Linked DNA regions of Gossypium hirsutum: region 1 is linked to region 2. The links are chromatin contacts, called in public Hi-C maps. All regions are on one chromosome and are shown on one strand. Each heading gives the region's core, a stretch centred on a gene start, on an enhancer-like site or on the middle of the called end of the contact. The rest is flanking DNA. Distances are from core to core; before and after follow the strand shown.

Region 1 (2,700 bases), core at 119-2,618, 670 kb before region 2:
TGTTATGCATAGATAATTTTTTAAATATTTAATATTTAAGTTTGAGTTTGTATAAATATTCTACAATTTTTTTCTAATTTAGTTTCGAATAAATTTTGATTATAATTTAGTTGTATTTTATATTAAGTTTATATTTATTTTAATGGATGGGATGTATATTATTAGTGATTGTATTCTTAGACTTCTTCAATAATAATAGTTAAAATAATAATAATACAAATTGACATAATGATAAATTTAGTTTTAATGTTTATAATATTTGTCAATTTGGTTCTTCTTATTATTTTAGCTTAATTTGTCGTTAACAATGTTAAAAATAGTTAAATTATATTTTTAACAAAAATACTAATTAAAATGTCAAATTTTTAACGATGTTAGCGTGATGGCCCACATGATAGTTTATGTGTACTTGACAGTCCAACAAATAATTTAAAAACAATAAACATATTCAATTTTTTAAAAATAAATTGTAAAATTTCAAAAAATTAGCATCAAGTACATGTGAATTGCTATACAGGCTTCCATGTTTAAAAATTAAAAATTTAAAGTTTTAATCAAGATTTTTGTTAAAAAAATATTCGACTCTCTTAAAAAGATTGATCATCAAATTCAACTTTTTATACAAGATTGAGGGCCAAATTGTTTTTTAAAAGTGGCAAAAAAATATAAAACTTAAGGGTGAAATTTATCAATTTTCCTTAAAATTCAAAATTTAACTATTTAATCAACTATTTCAATTTAACAATGGAAGTCTAATTGATATGATAGTAAAAAAAAAAATCCCTTAAATTAGATGAGTAAGTACTTTTATATTTCATATTCAAGATTCATTACTATCCATCCTTCTAACAATGTCATCTCTAATGTTCGAACTTAAATTTTTCCTTTAAAAGTGTAATGTGCCTTAGTATTACACCCAACCACTTGTTGATAACTTTAATTACTTTTTTCTAAAATATTATTCATAATTTTCTATTACTAAACATGACATAAGAATTACAATGCTAGTTAAACAAGTTCTAGAAAATTAGAATTTATTAAATAAGAAAAGAGAATGTAAGTAGTGTATTAGAATTTATTAAATAACAAAAGAGAATGTTAAGTAGTGTACAAACACACCACTAACTAGTGTTAAAAACCAAGATTCAAAATAAAGATGTTTACATTTCAAATTGAACATTGGATGCATGGGATTTAAAAAATACACATAATCGCAATCAAAACTGAAAAGACTAAATTTAAAATGTGTGAGAAGTAGAGGGAGTGAAAGCAAAAGTAGAGGGATGCACAAGGGTGGAAGAGGGAAATAATATAATTAATTAATTAGGCTTTTCTTGATGTAGTTTTAAACACGACATCATCATGATTAAGAGGAAATTAAAAAAAAAAAAAAAGGAAAAAGGAAACCCAGCTCCTACATCACTAATATTAACCTAGCAGCTACCTTTTCATCTAAAATAAAAATAAACTCTAAATCTCGATCTTCCCTTCTTTTATAAACTTCCAATTTTATTTTTAGCCCGCTGCACAGAAGAAAAAACGATAAGATTCCCGTTTTTATATGTTAAAATGATATATAAATACAATCTTGTTTAATTTTATTTTCGATCTCTGCAATTACGGCCCTGATTGGAGAAAGATCACAAATCATGTCGAATTTGGGGTAAATTCGGCGTTTGACATTTGGATGTGAAGGGGAAGATAATTGGAGTTAGGGATTAAGGAAAGGTCGGTCAAACGTCCTTAGCCAGGTCTCCTGAGTTTCCCGTTTTCTTGTTGCTTCTTTCGATTTCAAAAGAAGATGCTGTATTTGAAGCAGCCAAGCTCCATTATTTGCAAAGGAGGACCGATTGTGGTTTGGCAAGAATAAGGCAAATTTCCGTATTGAGGTATGGATTTTTCTCTCAACGTAAACCAAAGGTAAATAGCGAGAAAGTTCCATCGTTAGTGCATGCTCTTCTGATAAATTCCCTGAGCCTGGGGCTCGGGGGGGAGATCTGAACCTGAAATTGAAAAATAACAACGGTGAGGAAAAAGAAGCTTACCATGGAATCCTCCGCTGCAAAATATTGCTGCGATAACATTGACAATCATGAGAGCTCCTCCCAATCTCAAACTTCTACATGTATGCAGAAATTCAGACTCTACGAAACTCGATCGGTAATTTTTTCTTTCATTTCTGTTTTTTAATTTTTTTTATTGTTTATTTGTTTGCTTTGAGCTCATTGTGATATCTTTAATTTTCGTTGTTATCAACTTGATTTTGATGTAATTTTACTTAAGTAGATTTGTTTTGATGTTGAACTTATTTTTATTTTGGTGTTTGTGTACAGAACTTTTATATGATTGGAAGGGATAAGAGTAGAACTTATTGGAGAGTGTTAAAGATAGACCGGCTTGATCCTTCCGAGCTGAACATTCGGGAAGACTCTACCACGTATACAGAGAGTGAATGCTCTGAGTTGTTGAGGCGGATACATGAAGGAAATATATCCACCGGTGGATTGAGATTCGTTACAATTTGTTATGGCATTGTTGGTATGGATGTTGAAATTAGGTTATGGTTTTAGGAGACTATTAATTTTATTCAAATGTTGTTAATCTAATACGTAAAAATTGTTCCATGTTTTAGGGTTTATTAAATTTTTGGGGCCTTATTATATGCTGCTTATTACAAAAAGAAGGCAGATTGGCTCAATT
Region 2 (2,700 bases), core at 132-2,631:
CTTTAGATGACGTGTCACCGTAATTGGACCACACATCGCTTTCGATTCTTTGCTTTTCTAACTTTGTGTGCACGTGCAGCCCCCTATTTTATTTTATTTTTTAATTTTAAGTATAATAATTTTTTTACCTTTTAACTTATAAAAATTTTATTTTAGTCCTCAATTTAATTTTTTTATCTTTTTTAGTCTTAAAATTTATATTTTTTATCAAATAGCTCTAAAACAGATAAAAAATTAATTTTACTGACGTGAAATACAAGTAAATTACCACATAAATGACACAAAAGAATTTAATTAATTTTAAAATTTTAAAAAATATATATTAAAAATAATATTTTAAATAATTTTAATGATTTTTAATTTTAAAAATATTTTTATATAATTTTTAAATTTTTAAAAAATTAATTAAATATTGATATGTCGTCTATGTGTATTTCACGTCAGCAAAGTTAAATAATGTTAATTTTTCATTCATTTTAATATAATTTGACAAAAAAACACAAGTTTATAAGTAAAAGAAGCTTAAAAATTAAATAAAAGGTTAAAATAATTTTTTTATAAAATTAAAGGGCCAATAAATAATTATACCTTTATTTATTTTAGAATAAGCGACATCAACAATCATTTTCCTTTAGAAAACAACTTTACTTACACCGTCCAAGTATATATATATATATATATATATATATATTATTTATAAACTATAATATGCTTATTTTAAAATAGCCAAATCATCTTTCCGTTACAAAATTTATACTATTAATTGATTAATTATTTTATAATTTTTATGATTAGATAAAAAAAATAGAAAAAAAAATTAGCATAGATATGTGGCCTGAGATGTAGTTTACGTTTAATTATGATGTCTAAGGTGATGTATGATATATAAGAAAATAGAGTGATGTATAACTTAATAATTAAGTATTACTAAATTTAAATTATAATTTTTTTGACATATTGTTTAAAATTAAATAGTGAATGTAATTCGATTGTTTGATAAATATAAATTTTAAGTTATAAAAAATATTCTACATTTATCCTTAACTTTTAAATATTCCATTTTGTTTTAAACCAAATCAAAATTTAATAAAAATTAAAATAAATTATAAATAGCTATTATCTACTTATCTTTTTCACAGAAAAATTCTATTCAGTTATTTTTATTTTGTATTATCAAATATGTAAGAAATAAATCATTGAAAATATTATATTTCAATTGATTTAACTTTTTCAAAATAAGTATTAATTAAGAAGTTAGAACATGGTAAGCACGAGGGGATGTAGCTCAAATGGTAGAGCGCTAGCCTTGCATGAGAGAGGTACAGCGTTCGATCCCCCGCATCTCCACTGCAATAACATTTTATTTTCCTTTTCCTAGTGTCAAAGTTCCTTCAAACGGCGTCGTTCAATCTCTCATCTTCTACCCGGTAGTCTCTACGGCGCATATTATTCTAAAGAAACTTGTTCATCTAACCTCAGCCAACTGCCCTCGCCGGCGGCCACCATTTGCCTTCAAAACTAGTCAGAGTTTTCGTCTTAACGCGCATTAGAGATCACTGTCCCAGACCAAGTTCCAATTTCCTCTTCTCTCGTTACAAAAGGTCGCTTACTCACTTTTTTCGTTATGTCTTCTTTTCTGGAGATTTAAGTACTTGTCTATATCAATATGCAGCAGCTTAGATGAATACCCAGTTGAACTTTATTGATTAATTCGCTCTACATGCAAGTCCATTTAGACTTTGATGTGTTTGTTAAAGTTTGAAAAATTTTAGCTCTAAAGCCTTCCCCCCCTCCTCCTTAAATAGGGCCTGCTTTTCTATTTCGAGTTATGTTAATTTCTAGGCTTTGTAGAGTTGGATTTCGGGTTGCCAAGGAGCTATCAAGAGGTATACTTTTCTTTTCAATTTGACTTCATTTCTTATGGTTTGAATTTTAGTTTTATTATTTGCTATTGGCAATATTAATATTTAGAGATATTTCTAAATAAAAATGTGATACCCTTTTAGTTACTAAGTTGACAACTTGTTTTGATGATTGTGGTATAGTTTTTAGGCTCCTACAAATGCATGGTTTGTATGAAACTATCTTTTTGAGCAAGATATACACATTGCATTTTTTTTGACAGGTGGATATGCATATATGTCTAGATCAAGATATAAACAAAGGCATTGCAGTCATTACCAGTGGTCTACGGTTAGTGATGATTATTTTCTTATATTTCAATAAAAAATATATATATATATTTGGTAGTTGTTGACAATTGGCCAAGTTATCCTGCCGGTTATGACATGCTTGACCTGTAGGGAATATTGGACTGTGGAGTGTAAATGATGGAAAACATAGCAGTTTATCAGGATTAAAGTGGAAGTTTTAGTTGTGAACTCTAATGAGATTAGCTTCTTTCATGGTTAGCTAGTTATGATATCAGGAGAAGAAATGTGTTAACTATGCTAGTGAATGAGCAAATGATTTTGCTTTAGATAGTCTTGAACATATTCGTTGTTAACATAATGAAATTATTGTAGTTTTTGATGAGCTTATGATGACTTAGTGTAGATCAGTTTTCTTATGAAAGAACGGTCTCTTGTCTTGTCTACAGAAAGGAAATAGTATGGCATTGATTTTATTTTCTAAGGAGATGGAATGATTTGATTAACGTTGGTCATTGTGGCATTATTGGATTTGTCAAAGGGATAGCAA

What was found. A called contact is a pair of places that touch in the nucleus more often than the background predicts.
Region 1: a contact with region 2 is called in a Hi-C map of leaf, with 2.4 times the contacts expected there. The contact joins the promoter of LOC107961624 here to the promoter of LOC107963155 in region 2. A contact is called at or near these places in 8 of 34 Hi-C or Micro-C datasets (callus, leaf and petal).

Annotation. Positions count from the first base shown.
Region 1 is chrA06:23,375,645-23,378,344 of Gossypium_hirsutum_v2.1, reverse strand. It overlaps LOC107961624 (phosphoinositide phosphatase SAC3), which reads left to right and starts at 1,368. Exons shown (of 16, transcript XM_016897676.2): 1 at 1,368-2,160; 2 at 2,334-2,538; 3 at 2,633-2,700. The coding sequence starts at 2,047.
Region 2 is chrA06:22,704,884-22,707,583 of Gossypium_hirsutum_v2.1, reverse strand. It overlaps LOC107963155 (adrenodoxin-like protein 1, mitochondrial), which reads left to right and starts at 1,381. Exons shown (of 8, transcript XM_041115932.1): 1 at 1,381-1,886; 2 at 2,126-2,193.